Regions from separate parts of the Mus musculus genome. Here regions 1, 2, 4, 5, 6 and 7 are each linked to region 3. The links are chromatin contacts, called in public Hi-C, HiChIP or PLAC-seq and promoter capture Hi-C maps. All regions are on one chromosome and are shown on one strand. The core of a region is the stretch at or near the end of the contact, and the rest is flanking DNA. Distances in the headings are between cores, read along the strand shown. Region 1 holds the start of Rnf31 (ring finger protein 31). Region 2 holds the start of Carmil3 (capping protein regulator and myosin 1 linker 3). Region 3 holds the start of Efs (embryonal Fyn-associated substrate). Region 4 holds the start of Nfatc4 (nuclear factor of activated T cells, cytoplasmic, calcineurin dependent 4). Region 5 holds the start of Nedd8 (neural precursor cell expressed, developmentally down-regulated gene 8). Region 6 holds the start of Dcaf11 (DDB1 and CUL4 associated factor 11). Region 7 holds the start of Abhd4 (abhydrolase domain containing 4).

What was found. Promoter capture Hi-C pulls out the DNA fragments that hold promoters and counts their contacts. Hi-C and Micro-C count contacts between places; a contact is called where the count stands out from the background. HiChIP or PLAC-seq counts read pairs in DNA pulled down with a chosen protein or histone mark.
Region 1: an H3K27ac HiChIP or PLAC-seq map of embryonic stem cells shows a contact between it and region 3, with 2.9 times the contacts expected there. The contact joins the promoter of Rnf31 here to the promoter of Efs in region 3. A contact is called at or near these places in 6 of 39 promoter capture datasets (cranial neural crest, embryonic stem cells, hippocampal neurons and 2 more), 1 of 484 Hi-C or Micro-C datasets (embryonic stem cells) and 5 of 115 datasets of contacts at active chromatin or transcription factors (embryonic forebrain, embryonic hindbrain, embryonic stem cells and 2 more).
Region 2: a promoter capture Hi-C map of liver shows a contact between it and region 3, with 2.3 times the contacts expected there. The contact joins the promoter of Carmil3 here to the promoter of Efs in region 3. A contact is called at or near these places in 9 of 39 promoter capture datasets (cranial neural crest, embryonic stem cells, hematopoietic stem and progenitor cells and 4 more), 1 of 484 Hi-C or Micro-C datasets (embryonic stem cells), 3 of 115 datasets of contacts at active chromatin or transcription factors (SST interneurons, astrocytes and epiblast stem cells) and 2 of 9 other capture datasets (adipose tissue and macrophages).
Region 4: a contact with region 3 is called in a Hi-C map of uterus, with 3 times the contacts expected there. The contact joins the promoter of Nfatc4 here to the promoter of Efs in region 3. A contact is called at or near these places in 4 of 39 promoter capture datasets (the C10 cell line, cranial neural crest, neural stem cells and 1 more) and 1 of 484 Hi-C or Micro-C datasets (uterus).
Region 5: a promoter capture Hi-C map of stem cell-derived epiblast-like cells shows a contact between it and region 3, with 2.7 times the contacts expected there. The contact joins the promoter of Nedd8 here to the promoter of Efs in region 3. A contact is called at or near these places in 6 of 39 promoter capture datasets (cranial neural crest, embryonic stem cells, hippocampal neurons and 3 more) and 2 of 115 datasets of contacts at active chromatin or transcription factors (embryonic hindbrain and embryonic stem cells).
Region 6: a contact with region 3 is called in a promoter capture Hi-C map of embryonic stem cells, with 2.4 times the contacts expected there. The contact joins the promoter of Dcaf11 here to the promoter of Efs in region 3. A contact is called at or near these places in 6 of 39 promoter capture datasets (cranial neural crest, embryonic stem cells, hippocampal neurons and 1 more) and 2 of 115 datasets of contacts at active chromatin or transcription factors (embryonic limb bud and embryonic stem cells).
Region 7: a contact with region 3 is called in a promoter capture Hi-C map of pre-B cells, with 2.7 times the contacts expected there. The contact joins the promoter of Abhd4 here to the promoter of Efs in region 3. A contact is called at or near these places in 5 of 39 promoter capture datasets (the HPC-7 cell line, cranial neural crest, frontonasal cranial neural crest and 2 more).

What each region holds. Positions count from the first base shown.
Region 1 is chr14:55,589,987-55,593,016 of GRCm38.p6, reverse strand. Rnf31 (ring finger protein 31) reads right to left here and starts at 1,275. Exons shown (of 21, transcript NM_194346.3): 1 at 945-1,275; 2 at 702-848; 3 at 401-556; 4 at 125-184; 5 at 1-11. The coding sequence starts at 1,133. It overlaps Psme2 (proteasome (prosome, macropain) activator subunit 2 (PA28 beta)), which reads left to right and starts at 1,996. Exons shown (of 11, transcript NM_011190.3): 1 at 1,996-2,175; 2 at 2,490-2,522; 3 at 2,922-2,984. The coding sequence starts at 2,128.
Region 2 is chr14:55,489,180-55,492,500 of GRCm38.p6, reverse strand. It overlaps Carmil3 (capping protein regulator and myosin 1 linker 3), which reads right to left and starts at 1,432. Exons shown (of 40, transcript NM_001374104.1): 1 at 1,218-1,432. The coding sequence starts at 1,257. Dhrs4 (dehydrogenase/reductase (SDR family) member 4) reads right to left here. Exons shown (of 8, transcript NM_001037938.2): 8 at 2,161-2,682. The coding sequence ends at 2,568.
Region 3 is chr14:54,925,431-54,928,697 of GRCm38.p6, reverse strand. Efs (embryonal Fyn-associated substrate) reads left to right here and starts at 1,910. Exons shown (of 6, transcript NM_010112.4): 1 at 1,910-3,260. The coding sequence starts at 3,243.
Region 4 is chr14:55,822,944-55,826,297 of GRCm38.p6, reverse strand. Nfatc4 (nuclear factor of activated T cells, cytoplasmic, calcineurin dependent 4) reads right to left here and starts at 1,503. Exons shown (of 10, transcript NM_023699.3): 1 at 1,162-1,503; 2 at 1-140. The coding sequence starts at 1,261. Gm41159 (a long non-coding RNA gene) reads left to right here and starts at 2,709. Exons shown (of 3, transcript XR_874646.3): 1 at 2,709-3,100.
Region 5 is chr14:55,670,172-55,673,154 of GRCm38.p6, reverse strand. It overlaps Nedd8 (neural precursor cell expressed, developmentally down-regulated gene 8), which reads left to right and starts at 1,275. Exons shown (of 4, transcript NM_008683.4): 1 at 1,275-1,360. The coding sequence starts at 1,343. Gmpr2 (guanosine monophosphate reductase 2) reads right to left here and starts at 920. Exons shown (of 10, transcript NM_177992.2): 1 at 771-920; 2 at 354-449; 3 at 86-205. The coding sequence starts at 440.
Region 6 is chr14:55,558,227-55,561,368 of GRCm38.p6, reverse strand. Dcaf11 (DDB1 and CUL4 associated factor 11) reads right to left here and starts at 1,340. Exons shown (of 15, transcript NM_133734.3): 1 at 1,248-1,340; 2 at 1-159. The coding sequence starts at 81.
Region 7 is chr14:54,257,570-54,260,884 of GRCm38.p6, reverse strand. Abhd4 (abhydrolase domain containing 4) reads right to left here and starts at 1,602. Exons shown (of 7, transcript NM_134076.3): 1 at 1,566-1,602. The coding sequence starts at 1,588.

The DNA of each region.
Region 1 (3,030 bases), core at 26-2,525, 660 kb before region 3:
AGCTGCAGCATCTGAGAAAGCAAGCGGAGCGTGGGCAAAGTGCTGGGGGCACAGAATCCCATAAACTCAGCCCCCCCCCCCCCCCCCCGTGTTCCATGAACAACACCCTTCCTGCCTTCCTTACACCATCTTCAACGCTCTCTCTTAGCAGCTGGTCCAGTGCATTCTGTCTGGGATGAGTATTCTGCAAACAAGATGATGAAAAGAATTCCCACCTTGAACAACGTTCTCCCTGTAAGCCCTGATCTCCTAACATTCCAGAGGGAGAAAGTGTAACAGAAGCTTCCAGGCTGGCTGCTGCAGCAACAGAATTTCCCTGCACGGGGGTGGGGGTGTCTCAACGTGCCTTGGGGCTCCCAGTCAAGTACTTAAAATCCTTAGAATCAGAAGGTCATCTCACCTGCAACAGCAAACTGAGCTCGGTGCGAAGCAGCAGTACTTCTAGTGTGACAACAGCAACCTGGTATTCATCTGGTTCCTCCTGCCCTTCGGGGAAACTCAATCCATCTGGGCGCTCCTCAGTATAGCCATACAACCGTAGTACATCCCGGCCACCCTGGCACACATTCAGGACCCGGTCACCATCTAACAGACCTCCTAGGCAATAGAGCTGGTCCCCCACTCAGCACACCCTCAAGCCTTTCTGGTCAACCCTAAGCACAGGTCTAGTCCCCTTCTCCGATAAGGTCCAAGAGTTTCACCTGCACAGCATCCACCGTGCTGCGAAAGACGGGGTTATTAAACTTCACTGAGCGCCAATACCGGGGCCGCTGCGGGCTGAGGAGGTTGCGACCATATTTTTCCAGGATGTTCAGGGCCGTGGATAGGGTGTTGAGGTAGTTTCGAGGCTGGGAGCATTCAGAAAAGCAGAGTCGTGAGCCTAGCCCACCTGGCCTCTGAGCCTAGGTCCCCTTCCATGGAGCGCCGGGCGGGCTTGACCTCACCTCCCCATGAGCGTTGCAGCGGACCAAGCGTCCGGCGTCCAGCTGCAGGTAGCGGGCGGCTGGTGGCAGAGAGGTGGCCAGAAGCGGCATGAGCTGCTCCAGGGGAAAAACCTGCGCAGAATCCCACCTCAGGGCGCTCGCCAGCTCCTCGCGGGCCGCCAGGAAGCCTCGCTCCTCGTCTCCCGGCATCCTGAGACTGGAGACAGGCTCAGCTTCTCTGCCCTCCAGGGGCTGGCGCAGGTGCGCGCGGCGCCACAGCAGCCCGGGTCACTTAAGCCACCGCCCCGCTCAGCCCCATCCACGGCCAGGGTTACCGGGAACAGGAAGTCCTGGCAGAGAGGGCGGGACTGTGGGCCACTTTAGAGGAAAAGGAGGGTTCGGAGTGACGGTAAAGCTGAGATCAGGAAGGGTGGCCAGGTCGCCGCCAATGAAGAAGCCGCGGCCCGGGCTCCTCCCATAATGCTACGGAACCTTTTCCTTCCGAATCAGGCTCTCTTCTTCGCCTTCCCTTAAACTATCCCGCCCCTTCCGGAGGGACCCACCTCCCATGCGAGGGGTTAATTTTGCCCAGAGCTTTGCTATCTTTATTTCCATAGTGTTGGTTCTGTTCCATTCCCCGGCGGGGAAGTCCCACCTTATCGGGGACCGGCTCTGGCTGCCCTTAGCCCGGCTCAGGCGGGCTCCTCCCTTCTCTAGTCTGTCCTGAAGGGAAGGCAGTCCCGCTCGTCCTGCTCCCTTCCATCTTGCCAGGCTTTCCTCCTTCTTATCCTTCCTACTCTCTCGGATCCTACTTGGTCCCCTCCTCAGTCTAGCGTCATGGAACCCCACCTCTGGGTACCCCCTTTCCTATTGTCCCACCCTCTCTCAGTCCAGTACTTCCCCTGGACGGTCCATACTATAAGCTCCGCCCTTCTCGAGAGGCCGCCTCTATTTGAGTCTCCGCCGTCCCACGCTTTCCTAGCTCCTCCCTTGGACAGCCCCTGATGATGAAGCCAACACCGCCCTTCCTAGTGGCAACTAGCTGGGAATGGCTGAGGGGGTACTACTCACGGTTGGTGGCCGGCCAGGAGGAGGAGAAAAAAGGGAGGGGGCGTGGCTGAGGGGGGTGGGTCTGGGCCTGGAGAGTGAAAGCGAAAGCTGGGGCTGCTAGCCCAGGCTCGAGAGCTGCCAAGTGGGGGGAAGCATGGCCAAGCCTTGTGGGGTCCGCTTGAGTGGAGAAGCCCGAAAACAGGTAAATGGGAACCGAAGCCAGGAAGGAGTGAGAAGTCCTAACGGAGATAAAGCTCGGTGCTCCTGGGCACCAATGGGGCCTTGCGAGCGAACTCCACCGGCCTCTCTTTCTTTAGGGCTTTCTTTCACTTCTGCTCAGGGATTGCCAGTGCCGTGTCCTCGAGCCAATCTGTGCACTGAGCAGGCTCCTCCAGGGGGAAACTAGCTTTGTGGGACAGGTTTGGGCTAGAGTTGGAAGGCACCTAGGTTGGGAGTGGGCCCTTATTCTATACAAACTAAACCCTAACCAGCATCCGGCTACTTCTGTCTGTGCAGGTGGATGTCTTCAGACAAAATCTTTTCCAGGAGGTAAGTCTCTGAATTCAGTCGATGTAACCCAGAGTCTTAGTGCAGAACTCTAGGGCCACAAGCTCTGAGTAACCCACCAGTTCACCTTAATTTTGGTGTCTCCGAACCTTCATGCTTACTCAAGGTGAACTGCAATGATTTGTTTCTACTTGTAATCTGATCAATCTTAGAACTCTTAACTGCTTTTGCCACTCCCCTTGAATGGAAAGGTAAAGATGTCGCCCAAAGGGAAAACCCCATAGCCCTACTTCTGCCCTTCATGAGATTGGGCAAGTCCCTTTATTTCCAGGGCTAGGGTTTCCTCATACGAGAGTCTTGAGCTCAGTGATTTCCATGGGCCAACTTCTGATACGTATCAACAAACCTCTTGCATGATTATTTTTGTAATGTAACTTGCAGGCTGATGACTTCCTCTGCACTTTCTTGCCACGGAAAATCATATCCCTGAGTCAGCTCTTGCAGGTGAGTAGTATAGACCCCTCTGCTCCATCTCCTGACACCTCTCATC
Region 2 (3,321 bases), core at 183-2,682, 560 kb before region 3:
TCCCTCCCTCTCCCCCCTCTCTGTAGGGGTTTGGGAGTCCAGGATAGGAATGTTCCTTGACTGTACCCTAGGTGCTCTGGGGTATGAGAATCTGTTTTTTATTATGGCTGCATGCCTGTCTTCTGATGATGGCAGGGAACCGAGTATGGCATTTGTGGGGATAGGAAAGTGTGAATGAGTGCTGGCTTGCATATGAAAGGGGACCGGTGCCAGACAGTTCTTGTGAGGAGGGTGGGGTGAGAGAAGGGTTTAATGTTCCAGTGAGCCCATATCCGTTTTCTGACAGACCCATCCAAGTATTATGTGTGTGTGGTGTGTGTGTGTGTGTGTGTGTGTGTGTGTGTGTGTGTGTGTGTGGTGTGGTGTGGTGTGCATAGATGTGTGCAGTTTCTGTAAGGTGTGTGTACAAACATCTCGTGACTGTGCATGTGTAGGTGTCAGAGATCTCCAGAGTGCAATAGAGCTCTGAGTATCCTTGAGCGTCCTGCTTTCTGCATGGGCTAGCCTGTGCTCCTACCTTTGAGGATCAGGGTTGTGGCAGGGCTGGAGGGTCTGGGGGGGGGTGTAATTAGAGGAAAAACATCTGGGAATCACTGGTCCAGAGAGCTCTTGAGATGTGTGTGGATGGTGGGTGAGGAGAAGGGGGCAGGCTGGGACGGGGGCTGTTGGAAATGAGCCGCAGAAACCTAGCTTTTGGTTTTAGCTTCAGTCGGGGCCTCTGCCTGGACTCCCCTCCTATGCCCCACTGGCCTAGGCGCTAGGGGCCTCTCTAGGGCCAGTTCCGGGGCGGGGCCGGGAGGAGGGAGGGTGTTGAGATAAGCAGCAGTCAGGACCAGGGGCAGCTCCCAACGCCTGGCCCCGCCCGGCGAGGGTGGGAGAAAGCTGGGACTCTCCGGAGGGAAGACTGGATGCTTTGCAGAGGGGTGGGTCAAGAACGCTGAGAATCAGCCCCCAAGAGCGCCAGGGAACTGCTCCTGTCACCAAAGAGCGGGACGGGCGGCTCCGGGACAGGAAGGTTCTGATAGGGTGAGGCGAGTGGGGCAGAGAAGGATGCTCCACGGAAAGCAAAGCTGGGTCTAGAGATTCAGAGGAAGGGACTGCCTAAGAGCGAGGGATGCGTGAGGGGGCGGGAGGCGCCGGGCTGGGGTGTACCGCAGGAAAGCACTGGGTCTCGATGCTCGCGGACCCGGTGTCCGGAGATGAAGGCAACCTCGTACCTTGCAGCTCGCGGGTGAGCTCCACGCTGGCCTTGGCCATGGCGGCCGCCGCTGCTGCTGCCGCCGCCGCCGCTGCTGCTGCAGAGGAGCCGCCGCCGCCGCCGCCTCCCGAGAGGCGCCGCACATGCTAGTCCCGGCTCCGGCAGGGCCCGGCGCTGAGCGCTGCAGTAGCGGCGGAGCCCGCTCCCGTCAGGGGCGGCTGCGCGAGCGCTCCTCCCCCCCGGCTACTGAGCTCTGGGTCTCCCGCCCCTCCCGGAGAGTTGGCCAATGGAGCATGCGCGCTGAGCTTCCGAGCCGCGTGAGACCCCGCGCGCGCTCGCGACGACCCCTCCCGCGGACTACCTCGTGAGAAGCCCGGAGCGCGGCGCCTGGTGTCCGAGCTATCTCAGGGGCGGGGTGCAGCGTTTCTACTGGCGTGCCACCCACGCCTCGGCCACCCGAAGCAGAATTCTTCAATTTCTTTGTTTATGTGCTTCGGTACCCCTCCCCGGGTCATTCTTGTATGGCCCCGCCCTCCCACTCCTTCCAGCTCAGGAACGGTCCAGCTCGTCCTTGCTGACCCTGGAGGGAACTCTGAATCAAGGACGATGCTGCAAAAAGACCTGTCCGAACGTGCGGGAGGGAGTTAGTTCTTCTTCTTCTTCTTCTTTTTTTTTTTTTTTTTTTTTTTTTTTTTGCTCGCTAGTCTAGTCTCGGGGATCCCCGTGGCGTCCTTGGCACCGTCCCTGGGGGTGTGAGGCTAAGAGTAGCACCTGGGAGTTCCCGAGCTACCTCCCCCAACAGCTGGCAAGCAGCTCCGTGGCAGGCAGACGTAACCACCCTTGAGCGGCAAGCTCAGGCCTTGGAGATAGGGAGGAGGGCTAGGGAGAATTCAGAGATCCAGCACTGCTTAGACTTCTCAGATACACTAAGCACCTCACATTGAGAAATAAACACGCACTGATTCAGAGCAACGCGATCATCTTCATTTTATTTGTACCTTATACGTAAATTGTTAATTTCTATCTCTGTTCAGGTCTGTCCCTTCTATCTCTCCTCAAAGTGTCCAGAGGCGAGGATGAGAGGGATTTGATCTTCACTAAAGTAGCCACAGTCTTCTCAGCAAGCCCTTTTCCCACTACCTATCCCCCAGCTTCCCGCCCCCTCCCCAAAGCCGTTTTCAAGGCCATAGCAACAGCAAGGATGCTCATCTGACCACACTTCGACCACAGGGAAAGCAGGAACTTATCACTGGGCAGAACTGATTTTGTGAGGTGAACAAGATGTTAGGTGGTGGCAACGAAGGGCGACAGAGGCAAGGTGGACTGAGCCCGCCCCACACACCTGCCCTGGTAGGCTGTTTCTGGGTCCTCAGAGGCGAGAAGGGGTTCCTCCCCCCACTACTACGGTCTCTCCATTGATGTAACTGGCGTCTTCAGAGCATAAGAAGGAAACTATGCCAGCACAATCCTCTGGCTTGCCTAGCCTGGGAAACAGGAGACAAGGAGAAAGCAATTGTCAAATAGGTTAGCTAGCCTCTCTCATCTGGTTCACAGGACATGAAATTTGCTTAAGAATTATCAGGTGGGAGCTGGTGAGAAGGCTCAGCAGTTAGGAGCATTGGCCAGCTGCTTTCCAAAGGACCCAGGTTTAAGTTTCAGGACACACACACACACACACACACACACACACACACACACACACACACACACACACACACACGGCAGTTCACAACGGTCCAAAACTCCAATTCCAGGGGTGTGTGATGCCTTCTTCTGCCCTACAGGGACAGGAGCACCAGGATCATGTGTGGCACACAGACACGCATGTAGGCAAAACACCCATATGTATTTTAAAAATTGAAAAAAAAATTAGGTGATTTTTCTCAGAACCAGTGTACAACCTTTTTTTTTTTTGCCTATTAAATAGGGTGATTATGATTAGGTGCTTATAATTTATAGATGCATAAATACTGTATCTTGCAAAACCATGTTATATTTAAATATAGAAACACTGTTTTTAGATACCAGAATGCAAAGTCAGGCCGATAAAATGGTGAACAATTATTTGATGTTTCAAAAGAAATGATTTCAACATGTAAATATGCTATTTGAGTGTCAGAGAG
Region 3 (3,267 bases), core at 661-3,160:
AGACTGGAGAGGGTGGAAAGGCAATGCTAACGGGAAAGGCCTTTTTGGCGTGGTGATGGGAAGGGTCTGGAGGCTCTGACACATTTCAGAAGCAACAGGATAACGTGAATGGAAAACTAGGGGTGAAGAGGGGACTGGGATGCGAGGAGGAGGAGGAGGAGGAGGAGGAGGAGGGAGGAGCATGTGGGTGGGACAAGGAAGGGAAAAGATAGATGAACCCTGCTGGGAAGACTTCCTTCTTTGCTACTCTTTGAATGTGGCCAAACCATGGTGTAAGACCATAGGAGGCTGCTCTCTATACAAGGCATCACCCCCATTCAGCCAGTTTTCTCCAAGCGCTCCCTGAGGCTAGAATTCTTCCTAGTTTGAATACCTGAGTACCTGCAACCTTAAAGGAGAGGGCAGAAGTGGGGGTATATAAATGTCGGAAAGGACCGGACAGTGGTGGGGCATGCCTTTAATCCCAGCACTTGGGAGGCAGAGGCAGGTGAATTTCTGAGTTTGAGACCAACCTGGTCTACAGAGTGAGTTCCAGAAGAATAAAAAAAACCAACCAAGACTGCAGCAAAGGTTCCCATTCCTTCAGCTGAGAACATCTGGTTTTCGTGAAAGTGTTGTTAGAGGAAGAAGGGGCATTTTCCATCTGTGTTCTCCTTGCCAAAGCAACTGTTACACGGGAGGAATTAAAACTGCCGGATGGCTATGACTAGACCAAGGTATCAGAGCTAACAAGCCAGGATTCACTCCCAAGACAGAAGCTGCCCCTACCTAAAGTCATTCCTCAAGCTCTGAGGTCCCCACCCATCTCTCAAACTGCAGCCCTGCCTGGACCTTTCACATCCTTCTGCTTAGCTTCCCCGAAAATTCCTTTTCGTTCTAATGGAGCCTGAGTCTGTTGAAGGTTTCCAGCCAGGGCATGAAGTCTGCCCTCCAGCATCACTGACCAGGGCCAGCACCATTCATCCCGCGTTCATCCTGAAACTTTCACTGAGCCACCCTTAGGTGCCAACTCTCCCTCTCCCTCGGCAGAGGGTTCTAGGTAACCAGGCAGTAAACATTGTCCCCTCGGGTGGTTCTGGGAAAATGCTGTGCTTAAGCTTGTGGAACACTGTGGTGTGGTGGAGCAACAGTGGTCTCAAAGCCTCCAGTTCACAAAGGTCCTTAAGTAAGATTTTATCTGTTCTCTTGTAAAGAGGTTACGACTAAGCTCGTTGTCTGTTTGTGCTTAAAGTGCTCATTTGTTAAACGTAAACACTGGGGAAACATTACAGCTTTGCACCTCTATTTAGCAGCTTGCTTACCAGGACACACTCCCCCCACCCCGCCCCAAATTCTTTTCTTTTGAAGAAGACAGATCTCTCCCAACCCTGAGAAGCTCTGATGTATATCTCCTCGAAGTAAAGGCTAGAGAAGAGGGCGACTGAAGGGAGGCCGCAGGAAGGGGAAAGGAGGCAAGGAGCTGGGGTTTGGCTGAAACTCCCGATTCCAGCCCCTCAGAAAGAGTTTTGTCATCTTCTGCCTACGATCTCTACTCCAGCTGCTCCAGTAGCAGCGAGGGCCAAACCAAAGACAAGAAACAGGCCCGGACTGGCAAAGGAGGCTAAAAGGCGGTGCAACCGGCCAGCCTGGGATCTGGTGCCAGCCGCTAAAGCTTCTTGTTCTCTCCCAAGGGCCAGAATCTTTGTTCAGCACCAGACTCCAAGCCTGTGGCCCTCTGGACCTCCCCGGCTCACCCCCGCAGCCGGTTTGAGCCCCTGCAAAGTCAGCGTGCTCAAACCGCCGGGACCCTAGCGCGCGGCGGAAGCAGCGCGTCCCCTCCCTCGGGAAAGACAGATGTGGGGCTAATGAAAGGGAGGCAGGGAGAGGCGTGGGGCTGGCGGGGGAGAGCGGGGGCGTGTCGGGCAGAGCCGAGCTCCCCGGAGCGCGCGGACCAGACCACCCCGCGGTCTGCTGCGCGGTCCCGAGGAGGAAGGTGCGGGGGAGAGTGGCCGGGCTGGGGCGCGCAGTTTGGCCCGAGGGTCTGGAGCTGAAACTCAACACCGCCTCGGAAAGGATCGTCCCCTTTCCCTACAGCTTCCCCTTCCCCCTTCCTCCCCCTTCTCTTAATCCCCTGGCCCGAGCCCCTCGCGAGAGGAATGGGCCTGCGGGGAGGGGAGGGAGAGCTTGCCGAGGGGGAGCGGGAGCCCGGGCAAGGGAGGGAAGGGGCGCGGAGTGCAAGGGGTGATCGGGGGCCGCGCGCGACCCCGGACCTTTTCTAACCCTCAGTGTCCCCACCTCGACCCTAGGCGAGCCCACAGCACTGCTCCTCCCCTTCTCTGTTCCCTTTTGCTCGGTGCCTTTTTCTTCATTTCCCAAGACACCTGGAGCTTCCCTAAGCTTTGGGACGCGCCGAGGGCCCGGTCCAGGGTGTGTGAGCGGGGACTGGGGCCAGAGGGGTGCCTGGGGCAAAGGGTGGTGCGCGCCCTTGAGCGCTGAGACTGAGAGGTGCCTGGCGGCCACCTCCAAGACCCGGCTGTGTTGAGAAGGAGTGTGGCCGGGAGAGCTCGCCTCGGCGCGGGCCTGGGCAGACAGCCCAGCTCCACCGCCACGCGCTCTTAGGCCTTTTGGCGCCGGCCTTTGCGCTGACTTGAGCGAGTTTGGCGACACGCAGCTCAGTTGTCGCTCCTCCTCCTTCCCCGCGGGTCCCGCCGCAGTGGCCCGGCTGCCACGACCACAGACAGCCCTGGGAGCACCGCTCTGCGCCGCTGGGGGAGGGTTGGCCCCAAGAGTCGCTCGTCCAGCCCAACCACTCAGGCGGCTTCTCCCAGCCCTCGGGGCTAGCCTGAGCTGCTTGGAGAGGCGTCGAAAGCAGCCACAGCTCCTGTCTCTTAGCCTGGGAAGTGAGCTGTGAGCCCATGTGAGTCCAGGAGGCCTCTGCGACTTAAGGCGGCAGCTGTGGGGGCCTGGAGCCCCGAGAGACCCTGGGGGACAATTTAGAGCGCGCCCCTTGGATGAGGTCCCGCAGCGACGCCCAGGCCCGCCTTACTCCTCCTCCTGCTTGGCCAAGCTGCCTCCTATTTGGAAAGTTTTGTGGGTTTTCTTTCTCTTCCTCCAACTTTGGGGGGAGGCATCTATCTCCTCAAGCGCTACAGCTTGGGGTGACCTTCTGACTTGGAGGCCGGGAACCATGGTGTGGGGCAGCCATCGCTGAAGTCAGCGAAACAGAGCCTGGCCTGAAGCAGGCGACGCTGGAGGCCAGAGCCATGGCCATTGCCACGTCGGTGAGTT
Region 4 (3,354 bases), core at 254-2,753, 900 kb before region 3:
AGGGGCGGGACGGGGCGGTGGTGAGTGCATCCCTGGCCGAGGGGGTGGGGGTCGGGGAATCCCAATAGGGGCAGCACCATAAGGAAGGGGTTCCCCCAGGGCCAAACGACAGCATGGAGGGGTATCCTCTGAGTCCAGCTCTGTCAAAATGGAAGGGAAGTAGAGGGAGAGAGAGAGAGAGAAGCTGGTGAAATGTCTACGTTTCTCGGATGGTCAGCCCCTGAAGCCTGATATGCTTAGCTAGGAGAGGTTCCCCTAGTCTCCGGACAAAAGCAAAGTTGAACATCACAAGACAGAAAAGAGATACAGGCATGCCAGGACCTCATACTCTAACACTCTGGTCCTGGGCAGGTGGGCTGGGGTGGTTTGGGGAATTCTAGAGCCAGGCCTGGAGGTGTGCTTGCCCAGGCTCTGGGCTGGGCTGGGGGCGACTCACACATGAACCCAATTAGCGACGGTTCCCAAACCCCCAAATGGTGCTGGCAGAAACCCCAGTTACCATCGCAACTGTGGCCTGGGGGTGGGAGGGATGGGGGCATGTCTGTGGTGACGAGGGGAGGTGACTCCTCCCTCGCCCCCCCCAAAGGGGGCGGGGGTGCAGTCGAAGGGTGATGCGTGCGGGGCCCAGCCAACGGGGGGGGGGGGGAGAGGGGGTAGCGGGCAGCGCGGATTCCGTGCAAGCGGCGGCCGCCGCCCCCGACTCGTTCCCCGCCATCTGCCTCTCATTGCGGCCAGACAGGGGGAGGGGGAGGGGTGTCCCTGCGCTGCCCGAGGGAGCCCCCAGCCCCAGGCGTCGCGTCTGCAGAACCAGGCCTAGGTCCTAAAGCCTTTAACTCCAGGGCCAAACCTCCCCTTCCCAAGCCGGCACCTCCGGCTCTTGGGGGCCAAGGTTCCCTTCCGCACCCCATCCCAGAGACAGTCGGCCTAGCCGGCAGGCGGCGCATAGCCAACAACACCCCCACTCCCACCCCAGTTAGGACCTAAAAAGGAAAAAAAAATGATGCCGTGGCCCCCAGCCTCACTTCCACAGCCTTGGTAGTCCCTCAGCTCCCTTCATCCTCTGACCCACCTCACCCTCTCACACACCCCAGGCTCCCAAACTGGAGATTTCCTGGCCCTTCGGTCACTGGCCAAAAGACCCCTACCCAGCCCCGCACTAACCTTCCCCAGGACCCCCAGGGCCCAGCGGGGGGGGCTCCTTTTCCTCTCCGAACACCAGCTTAAATTCCAGCTCCTCATCCTCGCAGCTTGCGGCCCCCATGGATCCGGCCGGAGCCCCCAGGTCCCGCCTGGGTGGGAGGGGGAAGCTCTGGACGCTGCTGTAGCTTCACGCGAGGGTAGCTCCCTCCCTCCCTTTCTCTGAGACGCCCCCTCTTCTGTCGCTGCCGCCTCCCTCCGGACGCCCCCTCGTTATTATAGAAACTTTTCCAAACTTTTTTCTCCCAAACTTCTTCAAAGCGGCCCCCCCCCAGCCTGTCTCTGATTGGTTACCCGGGATGCACCGGCCCCTCCTCCATGGATGAGATGGGAAAACCACGCGCCCCTAGTTCCCCCCCCCCCCGCCCCCGGTCATCTCTCCAGTCCCACCCCCTCCAAAGAGGGAGAAAAAACTGAATTGGAAAATGGTCCCTTCAAACGTTATAGAACCCTAATGGTACCTATTGGCCCACAGTTGTGACAATCATTTCCCACCGAAAGCCCAAACCTCAGCCTATTTAGTCCCAGCGTAGGGGGTGGGGAGGTCCGGGTCCCCTCGCCTTAAAGAGGCCATATTTTTGTCACCCGTCCCCCATTGTAGCAGGCCCACGGTACATTCTGAAGAGCAGGATAGCCAAAATCTCCCAAGAAAGGGCACCTCACTGTCCTTTCCATCCAAATCTTGAGTTGAAGAGAGATCTGGGATTGAGAGAGGCTCTGAGCTGCTCTGTAGAGGAGGCCATTCCTCCACCCTCGCTGAGACCACTCTACCTGGACCTCCAAGGAGCCTTTGCAGTTCTTAGCCACCACCTCCACAAGCCACCCCCCACCATTCCCTTAAGATGAAGAACTTCTAGCTGTCCCAGAAGCCTCTCAGAACTTTCGAACCCCAGGAAGCCTTTGAAGGCCCATAGCCCGCTGGGCGTAGATCCAGGCCAGGCTTTGCTGATACCCTTGTCCCAGCCACCTAGATAGGCCATTAATTAGCCTTGGAGGAGATAGTCGGCTCCTTCGTCCCAAAAGCTGCAGATCTCTGGGCTCGCTGATCCCAAGACGTTCTGCTCCCGGCCATCCTAAATTCCTGGCCGGGTTTAGAAAAGGCCAGAAGCTAAAAACTTAGGCCCACCGGCTGGACACCTGTCACCTGGGCAGGGAAGGAAGACCCGGTCAGGAGTTTCTAGGAAGGGCGAGCATAAAGAGGTCCCATTTGGAAGAGAAAGAATAGAACGGGAGATTCTTGATTCGGACTGGAGGCGCTGCAAGACAGGGGAGCAGTCACCATTCTCCTTGCATGCTTACCACATGCTCCAAACTTCCCTAATAAACCTGGCAAATCTCCAGTCTCTAAATCTCTCAGGCTCCGACCCGCGTCCCCCAACAGCAAACCCCAGTCCAGCACCTAAAGGGTTAAGCGCCGGCCCTCTGGTCAGACGTTTACAAACACTCGGGAGCCGGGCGGGGACCGCGCCCATTACTCTAATGAGAAACAGGCTCTGCGGGGCAGAGGGAAGGGGGGCTGGCCTGGCGGGCCTCAGCTCCTTGGCGGCGGAGGCGGCGCCCCTCCCTCCCCTCAGTCCTCCCTCGAGCCAGTCCTGGGGACCCCCCCAGCCCCCGGGGACCCCAGTGACGTGCGGCGCTGCCCCGGCTGCAAGCCCAGGGCCGCGAGGCGGGAGGGGCAGGGAGGAGAAGCTTGGCGGGCGGGAGAGAAGAATGTTCCGAGGCCGAGCCGGGAGAGGGCCTGGTTTGATTCCCCCCTCCCCGCCCCCCTCTCTCCCCTTGGGTTCTTCTCAGGTTACATTCCCGTCTTGCTTCACCTCCGAACTGGAGGAACTCACGGTTAGGGGGCGCGAGGAACACCTCGAGAACATCTACCACCCTGCACCTAAGAGAAGGGTGGGCAGAGGTGGGAATCCAAGGAGAACAGACCCGGAAACTCGGCCGGGGCCCTGCTCCCTCATACCCCCCGCTCAGCGGCACAAGCAGACGCGCACATTCTTTTCAAATGTCATATTTCCTTTGATCCTGGGCAGTGTTTCTCCATATGTCTGGCTCAGCCTCTGCCCAGCAAACCACCTCCCCACCCACCCCGCTTTGTTTTCCTGGAGAACCCTCCCCCTTCCCTCGTCTGGAAGACCAGGGCTGGCTGACTTCGACTTT
Region 5 (2,983 bases), core at 26-2,525, 750 kb before region 3:
TGCCAGAGACTGGGAATACAGATGCAATTCCTCTGTAGCCGCTAGCTGGGAGAAGATCTGGTAGGGGGCATAAGGTTAATCTCACCTTACAGAGAACCCTAGCCATTTCAAAAGTGCCCACGGTATCCATATTGGCAGCAATGACAGGGATGCCACTGTACATCTGCTTTGAGTTCCGGAACGAAAATGATCTTGTGAGCTCTACCTGCAGACATTAAGAGGACATTAAGATTTCATTCATTCAGAAAATATGTATCGTTCTCGAACCTGACAGCTTTCTTGGACCTGGTCCATTAGAAGCTTGAGGTAAAAATAAATAAATAAATAAAAACCAAGGAAGACAACTGGCTCACCTCACTTCGAGACTTAAGAGTGCTGCGTTTGGGCCTCAACAGGACATCCTTGAAGTCAAGTTTCACATCATTATCAATATGAGGCATGATGCAAAGCTGGAGTTAGATTTAAAAAAAAATGAGGCTGTAAGACTGGGAAGTAACAAAGTTCGCCTCTCACGCTTAAACTGTGTAAAGTCAGATCAGGGTGTGGTTCTTCAAGTCTCCCTGGGACCATCCAGTGTCTGGATTATCCTAATGCTTCAATCCCAGGTATGATTTTTAGGGAGAATTGGGAAGAGATTATGGTTCCTGAAGGTGCTTCCTTACCTAGTTACTCTCCCTTTTTTCGCCCCTGCAAAGGGCAACTTAGAGTAAGAAGCTAACTTAGGGATGAGAAAAGAGATTTTAACCAGCTTCCGGCATAGCGGTACTCACTTCCTGTTGCTTTGACTCAGGTGGCAGTTGACCAAAGATTCTTTTGCTTAGCAACTAGCCGCGTGCAGCCTCGATGAGCCTTCAGGGCCACTCGAACGAGTTCCGCTAATTGCAAACTCGACTACCCAAGGAATTCTAGCTTCGGGCGCTGTGCAAGGCCTTCTGGGTAACAGAGTCCACACACTCAAGCTGCCGTTGAGTGCGAGCGGCAGAAGAACTACAACTCCTAGGATGCAAAGGACAGAGCTGCCTCCAGGCATGATGGGACAAGTAGTTTGTTCCGTTCCAGCTCGCCGCTAACACCAGTTCGGTGGCCACGCGCGGGGTCTCAGGGCGCCGTCTGGCTGTTCCTAGCCGACTTGCCTTTCTCTTTACAACCCCACTGACACAGAACACGAGGGCACTCCTGAGCGTTTCGGGAACCCGGTGGAAAGAGGAGAGGGTGGGTCCAGAGAGTGACCCGGAAGCAGAAGTGTTCCTTGCCGTGGAGTGCTGGGAAGCGGCAGCGGCAGCAGCGACCACAGCGGGAGAAGCAGCACTCTAGCCGCCTGCAACCCCAACCTGGGAAGAAGATGCTAATTAAAGTGAAGGTGGGAGCGTTTCCAGACTTTCCAAGACTCGGTGCAGGGTTGGCCGCTGCGCCTTAAGGGAGAGGCGGGAAGGAAAACCATGCCTTTCCTGAACTTGGAGGGCTGACACCCTCGGGGCCCTGCGCGAGGCTTGATGGGAACTAGGGGGACCCCGGGAGGCTTTGAGCTCTGGAGGCCGATCCAGCCTGAAGACTTCGGGTCTTACAAGGAAGCCTGTCCTACTTTCTTGCCAGTCTGTATTCAGACCCAGAAGGAGGCAGCGTTTGTCCTGGTCTCACTGTATTCAAGCCCTTGCAGTCATAGAGAAGGCCTGGCAGCAGCTTGGCTCCTCACTCCAGAATTTTTTGGGAAAGCTTTGTCCCCTGTTCTTCATGCCTAGATTGTATACTTCTCTCAGGCCCTAACACAGGCTCCCTCCAGAGCACAGCACTGATTAGAGTCTGATGAAAGTGAGGGCCTTTCAGTAGCTAGACTACGAGCCAAGGTTAGTGTCTCACCCGTCTTACAGTAGCTAAGCTCGGAGTGGTACTAGGCACCTTCTGTCGGAACTGGACATTAAGAACTAGCCTCATTTCTTTGGCTAATTTAGGCTACTTATCGATGCGTTGGTTCTTGGTACTCTGTCTTCAACTCCCGTAGATGTTCAGTTTTAAACCCATCAGGCCATTCTGCTGTACATTTAGACAGAGACACAAAAATGATAATAATGAGGAGGCCTGGCATTAATCTGACCTTTTCATTGCTGTGTTCAGTCTATCTTCAGTTACTGGACACGTCAACTATTAGCCTTTTTTTCTACATTCCTTCCAAAAAAAACTTTAATTAAAGATTGAAGTCAGAGGGCAAGTTGATGATTACTGTTTTTCAGACATGGGTAATCTATGAATTAGCAATAGGTCTTTGACTCTTTTTGTTTGTTTTGTTTTGTTTTTGGAGACAGGGTTTTTCAGTGCAGCCCTGGATGTCCAGAAACTCACTCTGTAGACCAGGCTGGCCTCGGACTCAGAAATCCGCCTGCCTCTGCATCCCAAGTGCTGGGATTAAAGGCGTGCGCCACCACTGCCCAGCAGGTCTTTGAGTTTTAAACACCATTTTATTCTTTGTTTTTAATATATACAACACTGTGTTTTGGGTAGGCTCAGACTTAATGGATCATAAGAATGATAGTCCCTCCCTGTTCAGTGGATCTATGATGGCGGTGGTGGTGGAGGTGGAGGATTACTTGGGATTTTGAACCAGCCTCTGTAGCCTAGGCTGCTCTCAAGCTTGTGGAGATCCACCTGTGTTAGCCCTCTAATTGCTAAGACAAGCAGCCCACCCCCAGCCCCCCATCCACAGTCTCACAGCCTGCTGCATGTGAACCGCCAGAGGCTAGGATTACAGGCAGACATCGTCTTAATATTGTCTAACTTCTGTTCTGCAGCACCTGCCTATTCTTTTTTTTTAAATCGCATCTTTAGTATATGTGTGTGTATGGGTGCTGTCCGTGCTTATATGTCTTGGCACCTGTGTGCCTGGTGGTGCCCAAGGAGGCCACTAGATTCCCTGGAACTGGAATTACAGGTAGTTGTGAGCCACCATGTGAGTTCTGGGATCCAAATCCAGCTCCTTGGAAAGAGTGCT
Region 6 (3,142 bases), core at 91-2,590, 630 kb before region 3:
CAGGCCAGTCCCTCTTCGGGACAAGCCCTCAGAGGGTTCTAAGGACCCGGATCCGGCGCTGCTGCTGTTCCGTGATCCCATCTTCTGGTTACAGCATCCTTATGTCTTGCGCAGGGGCTGCTCCTGTCTCCAACTTGGGTTTGGTGAAAGCAAAGCCTGCTGTAGAAATACCAGGGTTTCCAGAAACGGGGCAGAAGCTATCTTTAGAGGGGTGACCCCTCCAGGAGACTGAGATTTCCTTCTCTTTAGCTATGACAGCTCCCAGGGTATCGGGAACATAAACCTTTCTCAATCCTGTGAAGCAAAGAAAGCCATATGAAACCTAGGGTGCAACCCTACCGTACTAATCAGAGTCCACGAAGAGGAATTTCCCATTTTCCTAACCAAACTCACCTATCAAAGTCCCCGGCCCGGGATGGCTGAATCCCAGATAACCTCTCCGACTGACCAATCAAAACCCCTTGCGGAAGAACGCATTTCACTAGCTTATCTCACACAACCAACCAGAGGCGTTAGAACTCAGACCCCCCCCACGCCTCCCTCTACTGACCAATCAGAGCAATTTCTTGCACGGGCCGGCAGCATCAACAGCCAATGAGGTTAGAAGTCAGCCTAACACCCCCTCCAGTTTAGCTTCACGCCCACGTGGTGCGCCGGGGGTGTGTACAACAGGGGGAGGGAAAATGGAGAAGCACCTCCCCCCGGCGTCTGGCGGTTACCGCCCCACGCGAGACCACCCACCAGCCAGGAGCTGTCGCAGGACCCGCAGGGGCGAGGCCCTGTTTACAGCGACTATCGCTGCGGCGCCGGCTAACAGCTCCTCAGTCGCGAGCCTCGTCCGTCACGCTTCTGGCGGCCAGGCCTGCTGACGTCACTCGACGCTCCAAGCAGTCCCTCCCCCTCGGCCCTCTGATTGGATAGCTGAGACCTGTGATTGATAGGTGGGCTGGGGAACTTGCTCAACCCAAGAGGGGCGTTTAGTCGTAGCGGACTGGAATTGGCTGCGACCTGCATTAGACGTAGCGGAACTAGACATCAAGTCTGCGAGGTGGTCCCTTAAGGTCGCTTGGCCTCGAGTGGTTTGTTTGTTTGTTTGTTTTTTACTGCGTGCCCAATCGCTCCTATTCCCTCAGCTCCCAGCAACCCCAGTTCAACCGTTTTCCCCTGGCTGTAGCGCTAGCGGCCTGTCGAAAGCAGTCCTCACTGGTGGGACCTGGGCCTCTCCACCCTGCTGTGTACACGCTTACCAGCGGGGGTCTTGTCTGACGACCCCTGGCTTCCTTTCTTGGTCTTTGCATACGCTCCCTAAGTGCCGCGGCCGTCCCCGGAGCCTTTCCGGTTGCCTTAGTGCGCACGCGCCCCTTGGGTCTGGGCTTTGCCGACCGTCCCTAGGCTTCTGTCGCTCGCCACCTCCCGTTGGTTTATGAGTAACTAGGGTGAGTCCAAGGCCAACCCTACCTTGTCTGGGATGGTTTCCTAGGCCAGAGAGGCGGGCGATGTCGGCCTTGGCCCAGAGGTGGGCCATCGCGAGGACACCTCAGCTCCCGGGGCGAGCATGTGACAGGTTCTGTGTCAGGTTTCCTGGTCTCTAGGCCGGAGACCCCAACATTTTCTCCCGATCCACGCAGGTTGTCACTGCCTTAAAATTCTTAACTGTAAACAAGCGCCCAGCATTTTGTTCTTTGGCTGGTCTCCATTAATTATGTGGACAGGTATTTCAAACATACACGGAACTTTCAGGATTCCTAGGTATTTGGGTTATTTGGCCTGGAAAGTCTGTAATAATTTTAGTATTTTTCCTTCCTTATTACTCTTCTAGTTCTTACAAGTTCTGTAGATATTTTTTAACTGATTACTTGAGGTTATTTTCACAGTGGCTGTTTTTCCACATTTCAGACTTCTTCCACTCCTTGATCTGCTCAAGTCTACTCTTAAAAGTATTTCGTTCTTAAGAGCTGACTGTTTTTTCGTTTTTTTATTACTTCAAATACAGACTTCCCAACCTGATTGTCTTTTTACTTCATTCGAAAATTTTGTCTGCCAATCAAATGTGCCTAGAAGTGCCTTATTTCTACTGGTACACCCTTTCAGAATGTCTAATCTGAGAGATGCTTTATCTTTTTAACCAGTCCTAGCCAGCCCTCATAGCCCTAAACTGTGACCTAGTGATACTGCTATCTGTAATCAAACTTGGACCTACATAAAAATGTATGTTCTGCTTAACAATCACTGATAATAGTGGGATACTGGAAATAAAAGAAATCCAAATATACAATAAGAGGTTGGTTAAATAAATTATGGTCAGTTTTGTACAGTTATAAAAATACCTGGTAGCCACTGAAATGAATTTTTTAGTGGGTTAGGAATATGTCTCTATGGGAGAGTGCTTGCTTGGCATTCTGTATATACTGGGTTCAGTGTATACATTGAACACACACACACACACACACATACACACCAAACAACAACAAAAACCCAATGTTGCTGCAGTTCTTCATAAAATAAAAATAACCGAGGGCTGGAGAGATGGCTCAGTGGTTAAGAGCACCGACTGCTCTGCTGAAGGTCCTGAGTTCAAATCCCAGCAACCACATGGAGGCTCACAACCATCTGTAATGAGATCTGACGCCCTCTTCTGGTGCATCTGAAGACAGCTACAGTGTACTTAGATATAATAATAAATAAATCTTTTAAAAAAAATAACCAAGTTTGGGCCAGTGAGATAGTGAGATGCTTCAGCAGGTAAGGGTGTTTGCTAGGTAATGGTGCTTACTAGGAAGTCTGGGGTTTTTGTTTTTGTTTGTTTGTTTGTTTTTCGAGACTGGGTTTCTCTGTAAATCCCTGGCTGTCCTGGAACTCACTCTGTAGTCCAGGCTGGCCTCGACCTCAGAAATCCACCTGCCTCTGCCTCCCAAGTGCCGGCATTAAAGGCGTGTGCCACCATGCCCAGCTACTACTAAGTCTTATGACTTGAGAGAGAATGGACTCCTACAAATTGTTCTCAGAACTCCTCATGCATACCTCCCTACTCACCCACACCCACCCAAAGAAGTAAATACAAATTTGAAAAATCCAAGCTCATTATGTGATTAAATAACAAAATGGATGATAGCTAAGGTGGAACATGAACAAAACATTATGA
Region 7 (3,315 bases), core at 353-2,852, 670 kb after region 3:
TATAGACCCACAAGTGAGGAACGGAAGGGGTTGAGGTCCAGACATACAGTGAACCTTGACAGGTGCCTGCCACAAATGTAGTTCTTGTTCTACCTTTCCTGTCTTGCATGCTTTCTCTCTTTTTGTGAACTCTGCCTAGGTGAAGGTAAGAGGATGGTTGCAGCAAGGGCTTGTGGGTTTGAGCAGGAGAAGATGATGGCATCCTTGGCGGAACCATCCCAGCTACTCATAGCATACACAATGGGCACCCTGAGTATCATGGGAACTCGCTGGATGAAGCACCAATACCTAGACCACAGATCTTGGCCAGTCTCAAAAGAGAGACTTCCTCTTTGCATTGTAGGCTATAACAAGTCAGACCATGACACCTGAACGAACCCCACACATCTCTAACTCTGGACAGCAGAGCTCAAGAGAAATGCTTCCCTATGAGACAGCAACACTGGCAGCAGTCCACACAGGCCTGGAAGGGGTGGGGGTTGGGGGACAGGGAGCTATGGGCACAGCTTGGCCTTTCTTCTGTACAAACAATCCAGAAAGAGAAAAGGCAACAGTGCCTGTCACACTGTGTGTCAGTGCTATTAGGGAGGTGAGAGCTGAGGTGGGAGAGTGAGGCAAGCAGCCTCTTAACATTGAGCAAGTCTCTGAATTTCTATGGGCATCCGCATCTGTTGCTTTATTTGTAAAACGGAGCTGAATGACCTGAGTCTTCTTTGGCTCTAGTGCCGTTTCCCGCAAGTCACTGTAGGCACCATAAATTTCCTCTTAGAAAGCAATACTCTTCTTGGGCAGTTCTTTTAGGTCCCTTACACGATTGTTTACTATTGATACAAAGTTATTTCGTTGTTCTGCAGATCCAAAAGGACAAATATTAGGTCAAGGGAAGGCCCTGTTCCTGTGAAACCCTTGGAGCTGAGTCATTCTCCTCTAAGCAACTTTTTCCCGATCCTGTTAGACCACCATCACACAGGTGGCATCTCAAACTTGATGGCCTTGGGCGAGCAGTAACCACATCCCAATCTAACAAACCTACTTCTGAAACCACGGCAGTAAGCATGTGTTTATGATTAAGAACACTATCAACTAGGATTGCAAGCAGAACGTAAAGGCGGCCAAGGGCTAAAGGAATTTGCAAGCCAGTTCCACACTAATTCCATCGCAGTGGAGACTTCTCCTACCCATGCCTTGTCCTTCAAGGGCTTTTCACACCCACGACTTTAGTTCCGGGCAAGTCTCCACAAGCACCACGTCCGCATCGGGAAGAGCTAGCTTATTCCTCGTGCTTTACCACTAATCTAACTGGGCTACCAGAGGGGCGATCGCGAAGACTAGTGGAAAGTCAGAGTCCCCAGGCTGAACGCAAGCTTAACCCTCAACACTCTCCCAGCTCCGCAGCCTTCTCATCTCTCAGCGCTCCCGGGGCTCCTGAGCGCAACCCATCCCTCCCTGGAAGCCAACCTGAAAGGAAAGGCGGGGAGTCTGAAGCTGTCCGCAACTACAGACAGTCCCCGGATCCTGGCCCGGACAGATAGAGACAGAAAGAGAAACGGACAGGAGTAACTCACTGCTGCTCCAGATCATCAGCCATAGTAAACAAGCCCTGCCGGGTCGAGCTGAGCCAGCCCATCCCTCCGCTCGACGCCAGAACCAGCTGACCCAGGGAAGTATCGGATAACAAAGGGGGCGGGGCCGGAGGCGGGGCCTGGGTCGCTAGCGGGGTTCTAGCGGGCAAAGTTGGCAGACCAACCGACTCAGCACATGGACAGCAATCAGTTGGGTGCTTCCTTCTGTTTGCTCCCTCTGGCCTGCGTCCAGGCTGAACACTACGGTCCCACAAAAGTAGGCTCCTTAATCCGGATCACATCCCTTTGGGGGACAGTGAGGGAGACAGGAAGACAGGTAGTTTAAAACTCAAAGTTCCTCACTGGAATGCCACCAGCCCCGCCTCCACACCTCCTTCAATTAAAGAGTGAAGGAACTGCTTTGCCTCTTGCTCACGTTCTCAAGCTTCCCTCTGTATCTCAGGTCACAGACGCTTCATCTGCCTTGGTAGTCCTATGGAAATGGTTTAGATGTCCGTGGAGTCATAAGGGTGCTTCCTATAAAAGGGCCTCGGATATTGTAACCCAAGATTTCCCGGTTCCAGAAATACAAAAAGCATGCTGCCTAGTTAAATTTTAGACAGCAAAGTTTAAAGCTAAGTAGGCTCCCTGTAGTATTTGGGGCATCCTGTATTCACAGCTCTAAGATGAGGGGTGACACCTGTCAGCATAAGCATTTCTCTGTTCTGGGGATGTCTTGCCTCAACCTACTTTCCAAGGAAAAAGTAGCAGTATCCTGCTTCCTTCCATTCGGTGGACCTCCCAGAGGAGGGCCAGTTAAAGGCCTAACGCATAAGGCTGGGCGTGATTAGGTATGTGGATATAAGATTAAGGATGTGGGATGTGAAGTGACTTAACCCAGAAGTTTTGAGCACATTTCAGGCTGGCTCGGCAGAGAGGCGGGACACATCTTGAAGCTGGCTTCAGAATTCACTTGAAATGGCAAAGGGGGTGTGGCATCCCTGGAGCCGCTCCCTTTCTGATTATCCACTGCAGTAGTTTAATCATACTTAAGGGGAAAGAATCTACTGAGGACTCTCTCTCTCTCTCTCTCTCTCTCTCTTACACACACACACACACACACACACACACACACACACACACGTCAAGGTGTATGTGTCCTGGGTTGGCCTCACATTGGATGTGTATCTGAGGATGATCTGTGCTTCCGAGTCTCCTGTTTCTATCTCTGGAGTGCTGGGATTATAGGGTATTCTGCCAGGCTTGTTGATTCAGGATTGTGGATCGAACCCAGGGCTTTCTGCTTGCTAGCTAGGCACTTTAGCAGTGGAGCTATGTTCCTAGTCCTACAGTATTTTTCTTTGGTCTTCTTGAAAGACCGAAGAGAACCTGAGATTTATTCTTTCCAGAAACACAATGTTAAACTGATCATTATAAGGGTTTAAAGTTGAAGAGAACTGGAATTTTCAGAAATGTCCATCCATGATTTTAGCCAAGCTCAGTGGTCCCACAATTCACTATACACAGTCATTGGGTAGGCTTGATAACAACGCAGCCTCCTGATTGCCATCCTCAGAATCTAATTCAGTTAGTTTGGTTTGAGGCTAGAAAGCTGCTTTTTTTTTTTTTTTTTTTTTTTTTTTGCATTGAAGGTGCTGGTGTTCCAGAAGACACACTAGTTAAACAAATAGAACCCATGGCCAGAAGTCTGGGTTAAGTTCAAGTTCTTAGCTTTGTCATTTATTTCCTGATC